Linked DNA regions of Zea mays: region 2 is linked to region 1. Evidence: chromatin contacts called from public Hi-C data. All regions are on one chromosome and are shown on one strand. Each heading gives the region's core, a stretch centred on a gene start, on an enhancer-like site or on the middle of the called end of the contact. The rest is flanking DNA. Distances are from core to core; before and after follow the strand shown. Region 1 holds the start of LOC103627183 (leucine aminopeptidase 2, chloroplastic). Region 2 holds the start of LOC100281479 (protein binding protein).

The links. A called contact is a pair of places that touch in the nucleus more often than the background predicts.
Region 2: a Hi-C map of bundle sheath shows a contact between it and region 1, with 1.7 times the contacts expected there. The contact joins the promoter of LOC100281479 here to the promoter of LOC103627183 in region 1. A contact is called at or near these places in 3 of 25 Hi-C or Micro-C datasets (bundle sheath, leaf and leaf mesophyll).

What each region holds. Positions count from the first base shown.
Region 1 is chr5:166,387,854-166,392,712 of Zm-B73-REFERENCE-NAM-5.0, reverse strand. LOC103627183 (leucine aminopeptidase 2, chloroplastic) reads right to left here and starts at 1,909. Exons shown (of 10, transcript XM_020538538.1): 1 at 1,570-1,909; 2 at 906-1,335; 3 at 637-831; 4 at 329-557; 5 at 137-263. The coding sequence starts at 1,644. LOC100274506 reads left to right here and starts at 2,171. Exons shown (of 11, transcript NM_001360603.1): 1 at 2,171-2,357; 2 at 2,703-2,845; 3 at 3,048-3,101; 4 at 4,363-4,443; 5 at 4,551-4,596; 6 at 4,678-4,772. The coding sequence starts at 2,216.
Region 2 is chr5:166,558,652-166,563,082 of Zm-B73-REFERENCE-NAM-5.0, reverse strand. LOC100281479 (protein binding protein) reads right to left here and starts at 2,258. Exons shown (of 1, transcript NM_001154397.3): 1 at 1-2,258. The coding sequence starts at 2,095. The coding sequence ends at 56.

The DNA of each region.
Region 1 (4,859 bases), core at 660-3,159:
AACCAGCTGATCCATCGACACATTCTCTATTCTAAGACAAGCAAAAAAAAAAAAACAGCCGCCTCCTATGAATCTTTCGCCGTTCACTTTCATTGATTGGTACTCGTACTAACTAGTAACTGAATCCCCCAAGTACCTCGACTCCAGGCGGCTTGATCTGTCCCAAAACCTCTGCTGCACCAAACACCGCCGCCGCGCCTCCCATGTCCTTTTTCATGAGCTCGATGGTGGCGACCGGTACGGCCTTGATGTTGTAGCCGCCGCTGGAGACGACAGAGGTGAATCGAGCATCCAAAAATCAAGTATTCGGTGTTGAAAGTATACGAACCTGTCAAATGTTATGCCTTTCCCAACAAGAGCCAGCTTCCTCCTGACGTCACCACCGCGGGGTTTGTAACACAGGTGGATAAAGTAAGGCGGGTTTGTCTCAGAGGCCGCTGCGACTGCCAGGTACGAGCCCATCTTCAGTTCCCTGCATTTCGCCGCATCTAGTATCGTGGCTGTGAACACGTCGCTGTACGTCGAAGCGATCTTCGCCGCCGCCTCCGCGAGAGCACCTGGAATGGAACGAATGATTTTTATAACAGAAGGACGAAGGAGAACCACTCCGTCAATTGATACGGCAAACCTACTGACCAGGGGTAAGGACATTGGCAGGAGAGTTCACAAGATCTCTCGCAAGCATGACCCCTGACGAAAGACGGTTAGCATGGCGAAGTTTCTGGTCCAGCTCCGGCCCAGATCCCAGCCCAATCAGGTCTACCTGTTTCAGATGCACCTTTTCCCACTCGGACTTGTATCTGTTGTCCTCGTACAGTCCAAGCACAGTTCCTGCAATATACAGTTCAAATTCAGATTCAATTCAATTAATCCGGCGAGCAAAGCATCACGAGGTACTACAGTACCAGAAGCAATTGCCGCGGCAGCATTCAGCCTGGACTCCGGTCGGACCACAGCGGGGTCGGCGACAAGGATGGCGGCGCTGGTGGCCCGAGCAGCCCTGGCAACTGACGCGACGGATTCGCCTAGGCCATGCAGGCACCCGGCGTCGCGGTCGCGGTCGCGGGCGGCGAAACCGACGAGAGCCACCCGCTTGAACCGCTGCCCCCGCACGCGGAGAACCACCGACTGCCCGGGCCTGCCGGCGAACTCCTCCTCTGCCGCCGCGGCCCGCAGGAGGCCGCCGAGCTGGACGTCGAGCCTCCTCAGGACGGCGTTCTCGAACTCGGAGCCCGAGACGTGGGGCTGCACCTGCACGTCCTTGTCCGTCACGGCGACCGCGAGTATGTCGCCGTCCCAGTCCGAGAATTCGCTGTCCTTAGCTGCAAAGCTGATCTGAGACAACAGACAACAGCGCGCGCGCGGGTTGAGCGGCGTGCGGTCGACGGTAGCACTAACACTGTCGCGGATGGCTTGTGCTAGCTAGGCGGATGATCGAATCGATTCCGCTTTCCACGTACGGGAATCCGAACCAAACCACTAGATGCATATATATAGGAATTGACAGGCCGATCCTGGTGAATCAAGGCATCGTATGTAGTTGGAGTAGAAACAAAACAGGCGGCGCACCTGAGGCAGTTCGACGGCGGCGTTGGGCCAGGTCAGGCCGAGAGTGGCGGCGGCGGCAGTAGCGGCGTCACCCATCGGAGACAACAGGAAATGTGCCGGCCGGAATGTGGGAGGCGTGCGTTGAACTGATAGCTAGCGTGGCGAGGACCCTTGGAATGCGAGAGCCGAGAGGGCGTGCGCTGAATTCCTGCTGCTCACTGTGGAGTGTGGACTTCACTCGCTAGAAGACGGGGACGAGGCTTTATAGAAAGGGTAAAAACGTTGTCAGGAGATAAATTTTCCATCTCCTGCCATGGCGGTGGCGGCTAATTCATTCATTGAACCTTGGGCGGGGCCCGCGATGACGGATGTTGCGGACTCTCGAACGGAGAACGGGCGAGGGCTTTGTGTATGTTGTAGTTGTAGTTGTAGCGTGTAGCCGTGTAGGCAACCGTTCTCACCCGTTTCCCTGATCTGCCATCCACCGTCGTGGCGTTCCGCCAGAAGCCATCCGTCGCCATCGGAGCTGCCAAAGCAAGCAGACTGCAGGCAGCCACACCAAACGTGCCAAACCCCCAACGCCATCCTCTATAAACGGCTTCCTCGCGGGCTCCCCCTCCCCCTCCCCGACTCCTCCCCATCGCCCATCGCCGCCCTCCGATCCTTCATGGCCGCTGCCACAGCCGCCGCCGCCGCGCTCGCCTCCCCGGCGGGCCTCTCCACATCGCTGGCGCGCCGCGGCCTCGTCAGCTTCGCACCCGCGCTCCGCCCCGGCCCTGACCGCAGCTCTCGCGCCGTCGCCCTCCTCGGTACGGCGTGCGGACCTCATCTCTAGAGTCATAGCAGTAGTTTGCTTTGATTTCGTGGGTTGTTAGGCTCTGCATCGTCGGGGAGCTGCTGGCGATTACTGTTAAAAGGATTCCACGGTATTTTGAACAGTGTATTGAAAATTAGAACAGGTTTAGTGATCCTGCTCTTGGTGATGGATGCTTCCCTCAACTTTCAGTGTAACTTGTGTGAAGAAAGCATGTATGATGGTGCCCTTGCCTAGTTATTCATAAGGAAACACTGTAGTTTGAACATTACATCATTTCAATTATCAACAAATAAACTAATTAATACTTTTTTTACTAAGTAATAATTTGTATTTACAGGTGTACGAACTCATGTCACGGCTGTTGATCAAGCCATTGTAAAAGGTGATACAAAGTTGGAAGGTCCTGTGGTTGTTGTTACTGGTGCTTCCAGGGGGATTGGAAAAGCCACTGCATTGGCTCTTGGAAAAGCAGGCTGCAAGGTTACAAGTTTAAGTAATCTGCTTATAAATATAGAGAAGTTTATCAAATGTGTATGCTTCTCTTAAACTCTGCACAAACCTCAAGCCCACAATGGCCATTGCTAGACCAAGCTGTTAGATTGTCAATTTAAATGGACCATTATGCATAGTGGATAAATGGTTTTATCATCAGAATAATATGAAAGCTGTATTTAAACTGCAGGTCTTGGTGAATTATGCTCGATCTTCAAAGGAGGCTGAAGAAGTCTCCAAGGAGGTAAGCTTCAATTGTGGCAAGTGGCCTCTTAAATAAAATACTTTGGTTTCCTCTTCTTTCTTCTTCTTGTTTTTTTTTTTTTTTGCGCTCATCAAGCAATGCCTGGAAGACAAGAGTTAAGCACAGAAAAAAGACTTAAAATCCAATGACAGGATGCTATGTTTAAATTAAATTTTGCTAGGCTGACATCTACATTAAACATATATTGTGACTGATAAATTAATTTCTCGATAAGTTTCTTTCCAATCCACTCAAAGTTTGCGGACTTCTATTGAAATATTTACTGCTTCTTCCTGAAGTATCCTTTATGTTTCTCTTAAAGAAAATCATTAAAAATCCATTAGGAAATAAATATATAAGATATAAGATTGTTGATTATACTAGTACCAACTTTAATATGACAAAAAACCAAAAAATACCTCATTGCTTATATTTTTTTTTCTCTTTTTGCATGGTAGGTTGTTCGTAAATACATGTGTATACGAGTTTACTTGATGATCAAGTATTAGTTTATTACCCACGACTCAAAAAAAGACCCCACCAATATAGCGGTCGCATTCCACTAAACATTGTTGATCCAACTGTCATTCTAAAAGTTATCCTTAGTTGCTCTTCCATCTCCAACACATTAAGATGATACTGTCATGTCGCATTTTATCAGGGAATTGTTATCCAATCCTGATGTCTGGCATTCTCTAAAGTCTAAACTGTAAATAACATTCCACCTCTAACATTAAGTGTCAAGATACATACATACTAATGGATGTAGTTTATGAGTTTTTGTCAAGTACCAAAACGGAATGTTTCATTGGTATGGGACTATGGGTCACATTTCAATATTTACTTATGTAATCAATGTTTCCCTTGGCAATCACCTAGCCCTGCCTAATCTCCAATCAGTTTCTAGCTGCTGGTCTGGCATTAGGACTAGTGCTAGGTACTAGGGGAACAATAAGGGCTACTAATGAAACAATTTTTTTCAGATGTCACAGTTGAACTATAGCCTGATATTCTTTGGTTGTTGGCAAGAAAAATACATTTAATGAACAATTTTCTCGAACACACAAGAGATCTGTGTAGCATCATATATTTATAAATAAACTATAACATGACGCCGCTGGTGTTTCAAGGGATTGTCAACGAATGTACTATTTCAACTGAGAACACACATGTTTTTTTGGGGAGCAGAACTTTTTCAGTCTAATTTTTGCACCAAACTATATTGAACTTAAACACGTAATATTATTTCCATATTTTACAGATTGAAGCATCTGGAGGCCAGGCCATTACCTTTGGAGGAGATGTTTCCAAAGAGGCTGATGTTGAATCTATGATAAAAGTGGTAGGCAAGTTGTGAGTGATTTTTTTAGTTACCAATTTGTTATTTCTTACATAAATTCTTCTCTTTTTTTATTCTGACATATACATGTGCAAATCTTGCACTTGCAGGCTGTTGATACATGGGGAACGATTGATGTACTAGTAAATAATGCAGGTAATGCCAATTATTATTATTATTTTGCAACTACTACAATTTGTTTCACTTCCAACAATTGGAGCAAAAAACTGATAATAGGAATCACACGGGACACATTGTTGATGAGAATGAAGAAATCACAGTGGCAAGATGTGATTGATTTGAATCTTACAGGCGTTTTCCTTTGCACGCAGGTATCCCCCCACCCCCCTACACCCACACCCACACCCACACACATTTTGCTCAACAGTTATTGTTTCCATCTTATATCAACATATACC
Region 2 (4,431 bases), core at 1,009-3,508, 170 kb before region 1:
TATCAACCCATCAAAACAAAATCGTACCTGCAACATGGATCCGGCCAACCACGAACTATGCTCTTCTCCTAGAGTGATTGGCAGACACTGGTGATCCCTCAAATAAATCGGATAGCTGGCTCTCCAAATCTTCCGGTGTGTACTTTATATACTTTCCTGGATTTCTTCCCCCGTCCACTTGATTGCCATATCTGCCCAGAAAAGCACGATAAGCTGGAATCACGTTTTCAGATATTGATATCTTCAGTTCTTCCCGGAGCTGAGGATCTGGAACTTTCCAGAGTGTCTGGTTCCTGTAAATTTCCTCAAAGGCCATGTTGAAGTTTTTGAACCTTTCCTTGATGGACATCCTCGAACTTGAATGCCCACTGCCGCTGCCACTGCCACTGCCACTCCCACTCCCACTGCCATGTCCATCTTCCTTGAAATAAGACAAAGGCTTCGTCCACGAAACCCTTAGGTAGCTCTTTGAATACTGTCGAATCTTGCCACTCCGCCTCTTTATCCAGTGATCACCCAAAACCTTCCCCAGCTCTGAATCCTTTACCTTCTGAACAATATAGAGCAAATTGTTCATGGCAAATATGCACTCCAGGGCAGCATCGTCATAGAGCTTAGATTTTTCCTCCAAATTGGCCTCCAGGTAAGATATCAGCTTCAGAAGACGCCTTCCAAAAGGGGTCATTCTCTCCAAGTGTTCCTGATCCTGATCATCAGAACTTCTGAAAGTATCATGATCACTGCTGTCATCGGCCAAGAGTGCATCAAGTGTCTCACTGTAAACAACCAGCAACCTCAAATAGTTCATGACATAGCGTGTCATTGGGTGGATCTCTCCAGCTGCCATCGCCCTCCTTGAGGTCTCCTGCTGTAACATCTTCCCAAACTCAAACAGGTTACCCCTCACGGCATCCCCAAGCCTATCAAGAATGGCTTGCACGTCACTGATCACGCCATCCCCAGAACTTCCTATGCACAAGTCCTTCATTTCAGGGATCACCTCTGCAAGTGCCTCATACATGTCAAGGATCCGAGGGACCTTCTCTGGCGAGCGGGGGCACACCGCCACGGCACCCCCAAAGCTAAGAATCTGCATAATGCATCCTTTGGTGGACTCAAGGAAGCACGCATCCATAAGTTCATCAGACGCATCGAGCACCTGGTCACAGAGGCGACGCTCACCAGCCAGCAGCACGCGCACGACCGTCTTGACCCCGTGCACCCACTTCTTCATCTTGTCGTTGAGCAGCTTCCACTCGATGCGTTGCACATCGTCGATGCTGAGGCGCTCGACGCCAAGCACGGAGAGGTACTCGTCGAGCAGGTCGCGGCGGATGCCACAGTAGGCGTCGGCGAGCTCGCGGGCGTATCCCGCGCGCGCCATCCGGTGGGCGATGGCGCGCAGGTCTTCGACGGCCTCGGGGCGCACGGGATCGAACACCTGGTCCTCAAAGGGGTTAGATCCGAGGGAGGCGCCGCGCGCGGTCTCCGGGCCGGCGGGGGTGGCGTCGAGGCTGTGCGGCGTGGCGGCGTCGAAGTCGGGGCAGGCGTCGAGGTCGTCCATGGACTCGAGCGAGAGGCGGCGGAGCGAGAAGAAGAGGCCCGTGGGGTCGATGGGGACGGCGTGGCGGACCATGAGGTGGCGCAGCTCCTCCTCGAGGCGCACCATGGCGAGCTGGACGGCGACGCCGGCCCGCGCGCCGCCGGGGCCGCCGCGCGCGAGGTGGTCGATGGCGACGTCCACGGCCGCGAGGTACTGCGCGATGTCGTCCTCGGGGGCCTCGAAGACGAGCGCGTCCGGGGTGGCGTCCCAGAGCTGGATGAGCTGGTCGGCGGCGTCGAAGGAGGCGGCGGCGGCGGAGATCTCGGAGGCGGAGGCGGCGGTAAGGTCGGGGGAGGGGAAGAGGTGGTCGTTGGTGATGGAGGAGAGGCGGTTGTCGAAGCCGGAGAGTATGCGGATCATGTCGTCAGCGGCGTTCTTGGAGGTGGCGAGGGACTTGACGATGTGCTGCGCTGCGGCCAGGACCTTGTCGCCGCCGGCGGAGGGCGACTCCAGCTCCTGCTGGGGCGGTGGCGGGGGCACCGACGACGACATCACCGTCGGTCCGCTCAGTCTCGAGGTCGGGTGGGGATTTTTGGAGCCCGAGGCGGAGGTGACTTGGGAGTTACGCCGTTGCCGCTGCCGGCCGGCTGCCGCTGCCTTTGTTTGACCGCTGCGTTGGGTCCCTGCGGAGTCTGGGGAGTGTGTGCGCGGTCGGCGCTGCGTCACCGGGAGGTCAAGTGTGTGTCAGTGCCATTTGTGTGACTCCATCTATTCCTCGGCAGTCGGCACTGCCAACCACACTGCTATCACCAGAATAGTACTTGTAAAAGAAGACGCTGTACTCTGGGCCGGCCGTGCCACTCCGACAGACGGTGCTCCGTTATTTTTAAACGAATTCCCTCGATAGCATAAATCATTTATACCGTCGCTATTCTAAAATAATTTATGCTTTCTCCGTCCAAAAAAAGTACGTAATATTAAAGGATTCAAATTTTATTATAAAATAATCATTATTTTCATTTCTCAATGCATAATTTTCTTCAGTCAACACATTTTTTTGTTCTAATGTAGCTATATCTCTATTTTCTGTCTCCCTAAATTTTCGCGACTAAACCTAAAACATCAACTGTTTTTAGACCAAATAAGCATAGCTTTTCTTGACACCATTCGAATTGTTCATTTCCCTTATATTTGAAATTTGCCTTTCCTTGCATTCCACTCCCACCAAAAATGCTGTTATGTTGTTTTAAAATAACTATGTTGCATCAATTATTGTAGAAAAATTCCTGAGTCTTGCCGACAAATAGAGTGTTGGAGGAAACTGAGGGTGTTTGGTTTTGAGGACTAAAGTTTAGTATGTGTCACATTAAACATTTAGATGTTAAATATAAGTATTCAATATAGTCTACTTAAATATAAGATGAAGAGTAAATAATAAGACAAAAAAATTTAAGCCTAATTAATAATCCATGATAGATGAAGACTAAATAATAAGATAAAAATTTAGCCTAATTAATAATCCATGATTAGCTATGTTTGTTGTAGCATTATGTTAACAAATCATGTACTAATTAGACTTATTACATCTCACTGGCCTCTGACTCGCCAGCCCCATCGTTGTGCCCCAACCGCGATGTCGCCTTTACCATCCCTCGTCGACAAGCGCTTCGAACCGCTGCCGCAAATCTCCATCGCCCTGGGCCTCTTCAAACGGTGGGGCAAGAACAACCGAGGGGAGGAGAAGGCGTCGTCGCTGGCGATGCATGGTTGAACAGCCGAGAGATAGGAGAGGAGGCGATTCGGATTCATAGTTTAGTTTTATAAGGCGATCTGGATTCCAAGTTTATTTTTATATTGGTTATTGGTAAATAGTTTGTGAGATATTAAGGTCGATGATAAAATATATATTGCTTGGCTAATATTTTATCAAATATTTATGTGTCGTCAACGTACGGGTACTATACCAGTAGAGTTTTAAAGACAAAAAAATCACCAATGTTTGTTCATTAGATTATAATACACAAGATAACATATGCATGTCCGGGCTTTCAGTATAGGATAATACTTTATGTCTTGCGTGGTGGATTTGCTCTCTTTTTATGTCGACAGTTACACGGTAGATGCAGACAATATATCTCTATCGAAAAAGGAAAAGAAATAAAAACCATGATTATATGTCTTGCTCACGTCTCCCTTCTCTCACCGGTAAGGCAAGAATCGACTTACGATTTGATAAAAAAAATCTCTTCCACCAGTTCATAATCCCAGCCTCCAGAGATAGGATCTATGAGCTCAAATACATGTGCAACCGAGCTGGTACCTCATGGTGGGATTGGACCCATTGAGAGCTTGTTTGTGAGTAAGATGATTCAATGAAATTGGAGAGACTAAAATTGTTTTTATTTAAAATTAAATAGTAAGTCAATTTTAGCCCTCTAATCCTCTTTATTTTCTTTGCTGCGAAAGGGCCTCTAGCTGAGTTGGTTAGGTGGTCTGAGTAGCACTCCTCAGGTCCTGGGTTCGACTCTCCGTGGGAGCGAATTTCAGGCTGTGGTTAAAAAATCCCCTCGTCTGTCCCATGTCAAAGCACAGGTCTAAAGCTCAGCCCCAGTCATGGTCGTTGTCACATGGGCTTTCGATGCCGCTGTGTATGGGTGAGGCAGGGGTTCAGTGGTTTTCTCGACATGTGTGAGAAGGTCTTCTTCTTAATATAATGCTCGGGGGCTGTCTTACTTTTCGCAGGTCGAGTTTTTTTTCTTTGCTGCCAAATATATCCTGAGAAATCCCTAGATAGCCAAGGACCCTTCCAAACATTTAAAATACTAGTGTATTGCCGCACGCCCTGCGCGCGGTGTTAAATCCGTTTATGTGATCTTAATTTATACATA